2 separate regions of the Mus musculus genome follow, and region 1 is linked to region 2. Evidence: chromatin contacts called from public Hi-C data. All regions are on one chromosome and are shown on one strand. The core of a region is the stretch at or near the end of the contact, and the rest is flanking DNA. Distances in the headings are between cores, read along the strand shown. Region 1 overlaps 9830132P13Rik (RIKEN cDNA 9830132P13 gene). Region 2 overlaps Gm35585 (a long non-coding RNA gene).

Region 1 (5,977 bases), core at 338-2,837, 89 kb before region 2:
TGTTTCCATGATGTATACAAAGAGTATAGGATGTTTTCAGTATATAAATACCAACAATGTTTTCCTTGCAAGCATACTCCAGCCTGTTTTTATCCATGTGGATAGTCTCATTCACATTTCACATTCCACAGTAAGGCCAACTACTTAGTTACTCTAAAAAACAATAAATAAATAAATAAATAAATAAATAAATACGGCACTCCACGGAATGGTCCCAACTTTATTGATATATATAAAGGACTGTAATCACATAACTAACAGAAGAGCATATTTTCTTCTCAGGACCCATGACTTCATTTATGTGGGTGTTTCCTCCTTCCCCAAATGCTTATTATCCCCATGATCCTAACAGAGGGATGGAGCATCTGCTCCAAGGCATGCTTTTGGAACATGTATTTGAAATCTGGTGACTCACATCTGCGGCTTTTCCTTTGACTTCTAGTCTATTCAGAGTCTCCTGCGAGTGCTCTCCATGTCACTGACCTGGCCATGCATTCCCTTTGAGGAAAACACCTTTCCTTCAAAAACATGGGTTCTTGGCTAGAATCAGGTATGTGTTTTCTCCTGTGGAGCCAGACTTAATTCCAACTAAAAAAGGGGATAATTAACCACATAACATACATGCCACTATTACCCCCATGGGAATATACCTTGCCACAGCAGTCGTAATTGTAGCTCATGGCACTCAAACTTGAGTAAGACGTTTGATGACTGTTTTCCCGTAGCAACCTACATAGCACCATTTAGAAGTATGAACATTATCTAGAAGGAACCATCCTACTCAATACAACATGTCCCGTGATCATGTGTGGTGTCATCTGTAGTAGGGTCTTACCATCAAGTTTTGCTGCTCAGACAGGATCAGTAGCAATGCCCTGTATCATTGGGGGTGGGGAGGGGACAGAATTCCATCTCCTGGACAACCCTTACCTACAACTCAAGAGAAGATAGCCTACACCTGGCACTTGGGTTTTATTTGGCAACCTAATGGCTTTTGGGAGAAGCATGATACCTGTGTAGGGTAATTCCAGTTAAACTCTTTTATATGAAGGTAGATAGATGATAGATAGATAGATAGATAGATAGATAGATAGATAGATAGATAGGCAAATAGATCTAAGAGGCTGAAGCAATAGTAGGTTTACATATATATTTTTCAAATATGTTTAGTGTTAGTTATCTCTCCTCCCTGTCCCTGTGTCTTACCCTCCCACCTCTCCTCCCCTTACACACCCATCCTCTTCATATCATCTATGATATACTATCCAGCTCACTTAAGACCTTTCTTCCCACTCAACCCACACACATGGCCCCTTTCTAGTTGTCTGAATTCTACAAGTACTCCAAATTAAACAGACAAATCTAAAGATAAAAGTCATGAGTGACATTTACCTAAGTCTAGGTTACCTCACTCAATAGACTGCTCTCTAGCTCCATCCATTCACCTGTAAATTTCATGATTTAATTTTTTTAGAGATAAATACATTCCATTACATAGAGACGCCACATTCCCATTATCCATGTATCATCCAATCGATATCTATGCAGGCTCCATGCTTTAGCTATAGTGAATAGAGCAACTATGAATATGGATGAGCATGTGTCTCTGTAGCAAGAAATAGAGTCCTTGGAATGTGCCCAAGCGTGGTATTGCTTGGTGATATTTCTTGGTCTATTTCTAGTTTCCTGAGGAACTATCACACTGATTTCCATCGTGGTTGTACCTGTTTGCATTCTCACCAACAGTGCATGAGGGTTTCTGGTTCCCCTCATCCTCACCAGTACTTGTTACCTTTTGCTGTCTTATTTTTAGCCATCCTCACTGGAGTAAGATAAAATCTCATAATAAGGTTAATTTTCACAGAAATTACAATTTTACAGAGAGATTTCTAGGAATAAATATTGTCTCATTGAATGTTGTCAAAGCATTTGAGTAGATACTAGAAAATTTTGAGGCTTACCTTGTATTAGTAACAAACACAAACTATCAGTGGAAATTTGAGATTTTTGCAGTCAGAATCAACTTTCCTCCATCTGTAACGTTGTGTTTTTGAATTTTGTTCTAGTACAATTCATTTTTGTCATTCCATTATCTACTGAGAATCATGACTTCACATTATCCTTAGGAGTACACAGTTTCCACTGAGATTAAAACATCCCATCCTGCAGGAGGCCCCTTAACCAGAGAGGTAAACAAAATGGCTTCAGGAAGTCCACAAAACTGACCAGATTCACTAAGCCCCCCTCCCTGCCCGAATAAGCAATAAATGCTGAAAGTCTCGCTCAGATGTAGCAAAGCCAAGTTTCAAATAAGACTCTCAGACAAGCTGAGATGCAAAGAAAACTCTGAGACCAGACCAGCTACCTGGAAGAAGCAGAAACCATCTGAGGTGCCTGGAAAAGATTTAGACCAATTTAGATATCTGGAGATGACACTCTCCAACCTCATGAGCTGCCTGTAAGCTGTGAAGCGTGTTCCAGGTTATTAGCCTTGTGAGCTGTCACCCATGCTAGGCTGGACTTTGGTGATGCAGATGTCTTTGAGTCATCTTGGCTCCTCTAAGTAGCCCCACACTCACATTCCTGTAAGTAACTTCAATAAAACTCATTGGTTCACCAAATTAGCTTTGGGGATATCTGTACTTTGGTCTGTCATGAGTTTCCACTCTATGGAGATTATACATGTACATTACATCTCCCCAAAAGTTTTGTCACAAAACATATAGCTGTTACCCAGAGTTGGTCAATTTATCCTCTAATCACAGAGAATGGCTGTAGAGTAGATAGTATTAGAGAGGAACAATTCCTTCCTCACGTACTCATTTCCTTTTCATGTTCATGACTGCCCAATGTTATAACTGATGTTCTTTTTTTTTCATTCAGCCCAAGAAGAAGTGGAGCCATCTATCAGACTGCTACAGTTCAGAAGAAACTTCTGGGCATGTTGACACTGTAATAAATGGTGGAATAAAACTGAAGCCGTATTCCTAGCAATGATTTAGGAAAAAATAATAATAATTTGGTAATTCGTGACATAGTTTGGACAGCAAAACAACAGAAAACCATTTTTCTAGCTGAGCAGTAATGGGTACTACTTAGAGGAGAGACGATTTGAACTTCAGAATGTCAGAAACAGTCTAGGGGTGAATGGACGAAGAGAAGCTAGACATTCACGTTTGCCTCTGTGATGCTTTGTGTATGCTTGGCCTAGGATTGACATTATTAGGAGGTGTGGCTCTGTAGGAGTAGCTGTGGCCTGGCTGGAGTACGTGTGACACTGTGGGTGTGGGCTTTAAGACCCTCATCTTAGTTGCCTAGAAGCCAGTATTCTGCTAGCAGCCTTCAGATGAAGATGTAGAACTCTCAGCTCCTCCTGCACCATGCCTGCCCGAATGCTGCCATGCTTCTGTCTTGGTGATAATGGACTGAACCTCTGAACCTGTAAGCGAGCCCCAATTAAATGTTCTTTTTAAGAGGTGCTTTGGTCATGGTGTCTCTTCACATCAGTAAAACTCTAAGACAGCCTCCAACATTGTAATGGCTTCAAAGTAAGTTTTATGAAAAAAAACTTCTCACTCCTTAGGAAAGTTAATATTGTCGTTTGACAAGATATAGAATCGTATAGGAGGCAGGCCTTTGGACATTCCTGTGGAGCCTATGTAGGTTCAGTTCACTGAGGTGAGAAGAGCAACCCTAACATCCAGGTTTGGGTTCTGGCTCAGTGGTAGAGTGCTTGCCTAGCAAGCGCAAGACCCTGGGTTCGGTCCTCAGCTCTGGAAGAAAAAAAAGAAAAAAAAAAAAGGAGAAAGCTGAGTACGAGTGACCATCATTCTCTACTTCCCAACTGTGGAAGCCACTTAACCAGCTGCCTCAAGCTCTTGCTGCCTGGACATCCCTGCCCTGGTGGGCTAGGCCTTCAGACTGTGAGCTAACATCAAAGCTTTCCCTTTAAGCTGCATTTGTTTGGGTAATTTATCACAGCAACAGAAAAGCAAGTCAGATCCCTCTGTTGCCTGCTTGTGTGTGATTATATTTTCACATAGACTTTGCAAGCTTCTCTGGGGTGGGCATTATGAGTTTCTTGCATCACACACTAGGTATTTAATCGTTGTTACAGACTATAAAACAATTCTCGTCATTTTGGCTAATCTTGTGTCTTCTGCCAATATGTACCTATGCTCCCTTGACAGAGTCAAACTGTTGGCATTGTTGAGAGTCAAATGGAAGTAGAGTTCAGTATGGAGCTGGTCTAGGATGAAGAATACACAGTAATTATGCTGCTATCGACTACAGAACTATAAGAAAATTCTTAACACACTTTTCCATTAATGTTTCTTAAGGTGATAAGTGGAGTGGAGTGCCTTTTGTCGATAGGTACTCCAGACCATCTGAGTTAAAAAGACAAAGACGAAACAAGAAGACTCATTGAACTAGTGTTTATGCTATTTTGCTGATCCCTCAACTTGTTCAGGAGCAAAATCCACAAGAAAGAAGCGGAAGACCACGTTGTAACTCATCCTTTTACTCTTAGGAGGCCGGTAGAGTCTATAGCCAAGAAATTCAAAGAAAAAGATTGTGGTTTAATAAAAGGTTTAATAAGTAAAGGAGATGCTACACTCAAGCATATACTTTTACATTTGGGGCTGCGGCCCCAATTGAAAACAAATGACTGTGCAAAGTAGGAAGTAACTGGCAGAGCCATTAAGCCACCGACCAACACTGAAGCCAACACCCTGGCCTTGCTTCGCATAAAGGTCTGAATGCACTGGCCCAGCATAAGTCCTGTCAACTAATGCAGTTGATGCAGGCTTTCCCCCTTCAGCTGGCATCTCAAATGTCTACAGTTGATACAACAGTGGCTCTGAAGAGCTAATGGACAGAAGAAGGCTCACTAAACTCTTTGCTCTAACGACTGCAGGCTGCACACTCCCTCCCCTGACCCCTCCTCCAAAGATTCTGACTCCAGTGTTTCATCAAACCGCAGACCGGACTCCATCTCATCTGACTTCGGAGACTAAACAGGCCTGGGCCTGGTTGCTAGTTGGATGGAAGAGATTCTTATGCAGTAGATCTGGGATGGGACTCATTCAGGCATTATATGTTCTACATGACTCTGATGCAAAAAAAAAAAAAAAAAAAAAAAAAAAAGGTCATTGACCATGCTGGGGAAACTGCTTTATAGTTCCAATGTCTCCAAGGCCACAGATAGCTAGACCCAAGATATGAACAAACACTGGAATGTGCACTGTAATTGAGTTTAAGATCATAGATTAACCTTGTACACAAAAGGGGAAAGCAAGATGTGAGTAAAAAAATAAAATAAAATAAAATAAAATAAAATAAAATAAAATAAAATAAAAGATCCCTAAAGAGAAGGTGGTATTTGGTCTGGGATTTAAAAGATAAGAAGGCATTTTCTAGCTAAAGGGGTGTGAAGAGAAAAAAATCAAAGAGAACAGAAGGTGCCTAGAGAAGAAAGGCAGGTACATCGTGCAGAGGATGGAGCTCTAGGGACCACTTCAGCCACCTAGAGTAGTGTCTGTGCTTGGAAGAACAGTTTACCCCATAGACTAGGATTTCTCAGGTACGAGGTCTGTACCCTACACCCAAAGCACATATTAAAATGCAGCCCTCAGGGCCTCGTGACCCCTGCTAAATCAAACTGTTTTAAGAGAAAGGTGCGTATCTAGACACTTAACACGGGCCTATAGGTTCTACGCAAGACAGTCACTATGGAACCCACTGAGGGCTCAGCCAGTTCAGAGGATCCTTTTTCCCGAGTTGATGTCATGAAGGGTCCATCCAGGGAAGAAAAACGAAGTCAAGACAAAGAGTCTTCGTGCTCAAAAATATGTCCATGCAGTAAGACTTCTGTGGAGAAAGAGGCAAGTTACAGGGACTGAAAAATCAGAAGCCAGATCTTCAGAAGGCAGTGGCTGGACATAAGGACAGTGTACACAGAGAGGGTCCTCCCTGC
Region 2 (5,815 bases), core at 2,540-5,039:
CTACGTACCCACCCAGACCGAACGCTTTGATGAGAGAAAATCTTTCTGGGTTGACAGTGAGCTACAAATCCATAAAGGACAAGCCAGGAGATCAGGAAGAGAGAGCCACAAGTTTTGGCTTAAGACCAGTTGAAATTTATAATCTTAAAAATAGTCAAATCTAGGCATTGAGAAATTCAGAGATCTTTGGCTTATAGCTTCTATTTAAGTTGTTTCACAAATGTCTATTCATTACTGATTATTGAAACTACTTTCATCATCAGTTTTTGGCCTTAAGAAGAAAACAAAAGAAAAAAATCAGATTATTCTTGTAGACCTGTTAAAACTCCAGTAAATACTTGGTCAGGAAGAACATACAAATTAAAGAACAACACACAGGTCAAAACTTTGGCATTACTGGTGGATTTAGTCTATTGTAACTACAGCTGTTACTTAGGGGTCAGACTGGCAGCCTGGTTTCTACCTCCACACATCTGTTTGTTGCAATTTGCATACTAACAGCGCACTGGGCAGGCTAGAAGATCCCTCAGTTTAACTGCTTGGCTTGCTTGCTTGCTTGCTTGCTTGCTTGGCTTGCTTGCTTGCTTGCTTGCTTGCTTGCTTGCTTGCTTGCTTGCTTGCTTGCTTGCTTGGCTTGCTTGCTTGCTTGCTTGCTTGCTTGCTTGCTTGCTTGCTTGCTTGCTTACAAATTTCCTCAAATTCAGCACCTTCAAAAAAGACCTCATCTTTGTCTTTGTCTTCTCTTTGCATTGCCCTCCCCTTCAGCATGGGCACAACCTCTCCCCAACTCCTGAGGAGGAGGAATGGTAAGGCGGATCTTTAGCCCCTATCTCTCCCACACTGCCCACAGCCAGCCAATTACTGGGTCCTCCCTGTTTTGTTTCTAATAATGTCTTTAATCTTTCTACGTCTCTTCTTTCCCAGCATCGCTCACAGTCTGATTCTCCCCGTGAGAATCCTAATCGCTCTCCCCACCTTCATTGCCCACTCTGTAGTTAAGTAAAATCTCTAAAATATGACTTTGATCTCCTTGATTTTAATCTTTTGACTGGCTTCTTGTCGCTGTTATGGCAAAGCCTACACTCACTCTGTAATAGTTATGTCTCCTTTCATGATCTAGTCTTCCACACCTCGTCTTTCTATACTACTGCCCTCTCCAGACTCAGCTACACTGAACGCTTTTATCAGTTTCTTGAAAGAGGCACGCTTTCTTCTAGCACTTGGCATGTACCTTACCTTCTTTAGCTCCAATGCCTGCCCCGCCCAGACTGGCCAACAACCACATGGAGTACTCAACTTAAACATCATCAAACTTCCACTTTAAATACAGTTTGGGTGTACGTGTGCTTGGTTCCCTTTTAAGTGTAGACATCCATCAACCATGCTTATGTAACACAGCCTATGTCAGTTTCTTCCCTTAGACAGTATGCTTCACGTGGACAGAGAATATGTCTATTGTGTGTGTAGTTACATTGCCAATGCCTACCAAGACAGCTGGCATGTAATAGGTTCTCAAAATAATTGTCAAACAAGTAAGTCGACTTCACTTATTCCCATTCTCACCTCCTCCATTAACAAAGAAGCACGGGGATGGATGGTGGCTTGCGTCTCTATGGTAGTGTGTTTGCCATGCACGGTCAAAGCACTGGATTCCTTCCTGGGCACGGAGAAGGAAAACAAAGAAGAATGAAGACCTACAGCTGGTTGCACATTGTTGTGTTTTCTAAAAAAGAGATCAGGATATGTTTTGTAGAGCCAGGTATGGTGAGGTGTAGGGGTTCCTCAGTGGGCCCATGCTGAGGTATCCCTTCCCTATGAGGTACCAGCCACAGGACAGTTTAGTGTAGAATAGAGTTTATTTAGGACATGGGAAGGGGAGGGGGGAGAGGAAGGGAGAGAGAGAGAAAAGGGTCTGGGAGAGAAAAGAGAGAGAGTAAGAGAGAGAGACCAAACAGCCCCTTTTGTAGGAAGCCAGGCCTACCTGGCTTATTGCCAGGTTACCTGTTGGGAGGAGCCTAGAAGGAATGCTAACACACATCAGAATTCTTTGGTTCCAGAAATAGAGATTGTGCATAAAGGGAGTGGTTGCATGTGTACATCGAATAATGTTTCTTCACTTGACTGCCGTTGCTGTTTGTGTACAGAAACAGCCTTGCTATCATACATTCACATTTTTAGGGAAAAAATATTTTTGATGCCATGTTTGGTTGATTAACTATTTCTCTGGAAAGAATATTTTATAATAAATAGGTTTACTAATGGTACTAAACTTTCATTCTACCAGGTAGCCCAAATGTTGTATGTGAAATAGCAAGCGTTCTTTTCCACCCTTGCATTCTCAGCATCTCTCCCGCCTCCCTGCACCATGGGCTTCTCCTTAGGTCCTTGGTACCACATCGGGTTTGGAAATTGCCACAGCAACAGCACACCTGAGGCAGAGTAGAATTTATCTACTCATCCCTGTAGCTGGGGCAGAAAGACAGAGCCCAGCAGCTATGTGTGTGGCCTCTAAGTTGAGAAGTAGGAAAACCAAGGTCACGCTCACCCTTCACATCCATGTTGTGTGCATTCTTTCTGTTGCTTTGGCTGTTGTGTAAATGAAGATTCTGCAATGGTCTCAGATCCACAACAGGCATTCATGTGCTTAACAAATCTGAGCTATCTTTGCACAACTCTTAATTTAACCTTTACTAGTTCAAAATTTCTTTCAAATTTCCCTGAACATTAGAGTGTAGAATGACTTAACATGAGTGTGAATCTTTCCCCCCCATGTTATGAGCGTGCATTTTAACATGATTTTTTAGATGAAGAAATGAAAATTCTATATATGTGAATTTATTAATATCATAAGTTGCCTTAAGAAAATTTAAATTAAATTATTCTTCTATAGAGTAATGTGTAAAAATGCTACCCTTACTTTTGAATATAGATCATCTACTGAAAGCCTTTCTCTGGTTTGTTACAGTCACTTTTATTAATGAACATTCTTGATTTTAGGTATGTTAGGAACATTAAAAATAGTCATGACTCATTCTATTAGCTAATACATTTCTGCTCTAAGGCATAAGGATATGTTTATAAATGCAAAATAAATACAAAGGCTAATAGAAAAAGAAACAATACTCCCCTGATGTTAGTTTGAAAGATGAACCATAAAGTAGTCTTCCATATATAACATAATGATAATTTTCCTTACTGGGTAAAGCATTTAAGTGTGAAACCAGTTTGAATTGCTTTCAATAAAATCCTACATGAATATTCCATATATAGAGGCTTCTAAACTGTGGTTATGTTCTGATAATTCCAATATGCATTGAAAATATCTTCCACAGGTCATAAATGCATTAATCTGTTGGAATATTACACTTTAGCAAGTTGGCACAGAGAATGTTAAGTATTTACACTTACGATCCTATAACTGATTTGAGAGCGACGGCTCATTGGCACATTTCATGAGCCTGGGAACTGACCAAAATCAAAATCAAAAATCTTATACTAAATGGTGTTGGTTTCACACCATTGTAAAGTTAAAAACTAGTACATCAAACCATATTCATCAGGGATAATCTGTGCAAATAAACAATAAGAGTAGGGCTGCCATGGTATTTACTCTAGGTCAAGTTCCCTGGGAAGTTGACTCAGAACAAATTAGCATGGGGGAACATCAGGGAGGCCCCTGGGATCAGCGCCTGAGAGCTGTAAAAGAAGCAAGCAGAGCATCAAGCTTCCATCGGAACAGGCCTTGGTAGTACTAGGGAGTGCTCCAGAACTATCAGGGCTCTTCAGCACTGCCACACACTGGCAGAAAGCAGTGCTTTTTGGCAAGGAAAAAAAAACAGTCTTCAGACTGAGGACTGGAGGTTGTCAGCTAGCAACTGCAGATATAAAGTCTTCAGTCTCAAGGGGAAGATCAGTACACACAATACAGGATCTGTTCTAGATCTCATTCTTTTCTTTCTTCACCTCCCATAGTCCCTGAGTCCTTCCTAGCTCTATTCTCAGCTGAATGCTGCCCTGCTCCTCTTTAATCCCTGCACTCACTCAGGAGGCAAAAGCAGACAGACCTCTGAGCTTGAGGTCACCTGTTCTCAGTGCTATGCAAATCGTTACATTGTCAATTCATTTGTCAGGTGGCTAGAAGGGGACTTGCTTGTGTTACCTAGTTTCTCTAATAAGTCAGATATTGAATTGCAATAAAGCTTTCATGGACTATAAACAGTATATCCAACAAAGACCTCCTAACAGTATTAGAAACAGCTGAAAAACACAGTTGCCATTATTTAAGGTAATAGGAAATCCATTTTGTGCACATAAACTTCTTAGATCAATATCTCAGTCACCCAATCCTCCAGGTGGGGGCACATTGTCTTCAAAGCTTGTCTTCTAGCTGGAAGGTTCCAGAGTAGTTATAGATGTTTCTAACACTCTGGTTGGAGCTTTCTGGCTCTGTTCCAGTTCTCAGAGAAGTCTGAATAAATAAATAAAAAAAAAAAAAAAAAAAAAAAAAAAAAAAAAAAAAAAAAAAAAAAACAGAGCTTGTTTGAAAAAGACGTTCAATGGCAGAGAAGAACCCATCTATAAAGAAACCATGTCCTGCGCACCACCACCACCCTAGCGTGCAATAGCAACTGACTTGGCTTTAATCATGATTTTCCTACTTATTTTTAGCACAAAGGATCTTTGCATCCAGATTTGGTAGTTCAGCAGGCACACACAGAAAAGCTTTCTCCAGTCTTAGTCCAGAATATTGTGGGGCCTTACAAGTACTTTTAGCTTCTATTTTTAGCCCAGGAATCTTAGTCATATACCAAGATCAAGTAAGACAATGACCCAAAGCCAGTTTTATACCCAAACTATACCAGTGTTTAGCCATAATTTTCCCCTTTGCTTACAGGAAAGTATTAGAACTATGTTCAAACAAACTTTCAGATCAAAAGATTTCTTTGTGGCAGATTTGAATTTAAGAATAGGCTCTGCTATTTACTAACTGTAGGATTTGTTTTAAAAAGAAAAAGAAAGAAAGAAAGGAAGAAAGAAAGAAAGAAAGAAAGGAAGAAAGATCTTATCTACGTCTCTTTAAACTTCAAATCCCTACCTGTGAGGTGGCAAAATTTATAGAAATAAAGTGATTTACATATAGCCAACTTTCAGTGTTACTATTATTAAATTGTTAATTATTATTAAATGTAACTATTGGTATTGAAGAGATGGCATTTACTTCAAAGCTCGTGCGCTGAAATCCATGAAAGCTTATTCTGTTGCTGGGGGAAACATAAATATGACTCTACAAAAGACAATGTGTTTTCAAGTCTTCATAGTTTAAATAGGGTTTTTTTTTTTTAATGTGACAATACTATTTTGGGGAGTGCACCCAGTGCGATCATGTTTAACCAGTAAAGCGTCTCAGTTGGTCATTTAAAGTGTTACTTGGGAATGGTTACTGCTTCAGGAAGTAAAATGAGGACCCCACAGAGTTGGTGAGCAGGATGCAGTGTCCTGTGTGACCACGTCTTCTATAGCTTTGTTGCTTGAAACATTTAACCACAGTCCCACGTGGTTTCTGTTGCCCCCTTTTCTTAACAGCCAGATGAAAAACCACACTCAGCAGTGTACCCACAGTTCTGCTGTGAATGTGAACATTTACAAAATAAAAGCCATCCTGAAAACATTTCTAACCTCTACTGTGTGACATATGCCAAAAGTACTATGGTATGTTTATAGGATCAGAAAGAGAACCTGTAACATGTCATCAAAGTAAAAGTTACAAACCTAATCCATTAGTGTCGATGACACTTTAAATGACCAACTGAGACGC

Evidence for each region. A called contact is a pair of places that touch in the nucleus more often than the background predicts.
Region 1: a Hi-C map of cortical neurons shows a contact between it and region 2, with 2.5 times the contacts expected there. The contact joins two enhancer-like sites. A contact is called at or near these places in 11 of 39 promoter capture datasets (the 3T3-L1 cell line, 3T3-L1-derived adipocytes, the C10 cell line and 6 more), 10 of 15 datasets of contacts at CTCF or cohesin (CD8 T cells, the G1E-ER4 cell line, the NIH/3T3 cell line and 5 more), 264 of 484 Hi-C or Micro-C datasets (3T3-L1-derived adipocytes, the AML12 cell line, the AtT-20 cell line and 145 more), 37 of 115 datasets of contacts at active chromatin or transcription factors (CD8 T cells, PVALB interneurons, T-cell acute lymphoblastic leukemia and 26 more) and 5 of 9 other capture datasets (embryonic stem cells, embryonic tail, liver and 2 more).

What each region holds. Positions count from the first base shown.
Region 1 is chr3:127,949,446-127,955,422 of GRCm38.p6, reverse strand. It overlaps 9830132P13Rik (RIKEN cDNA 9830132P13 gene), which reads right to left. Exons shown (of 5, transcript NR_040552.1): 5 at 203-3,773. Among named protein-coding and RNA genes, the nearest start is that of Gm35667, 18 kb to the left of the region's middle. Within about 2 kb of position 1,587, at least 7 of the 459 cell types and tissues checked have an H3K27ac peak or open chromatin away from gene starts, as enhancers often do. A contact at or near this core is called in cortical neurons, where this site is marked.
Region 2 is chr3:127,862,400-127,868,214 of GRCm38.p6, reverse strand. It overlaps Gm35585 (a long non-coding RNA gene), which reads right to left. Exons shown (of 4, transcript XR_376054.4): 2 at 4,341-4,468; 3 at 1,564-1,657; 4 at 612-707. Among named protein-coding and RNA genes, the nearest start is that of Gm35585, 4.0 kb to the right of the region's middle. Within about 2 kb of position 3,789, at least 14 of the 459 cell types and tissues checked have an H3K27ac peak or open chromatin away from gene starts, as enhancers often do. A contact at or near this core is called in cortical neurons, where this site is marked.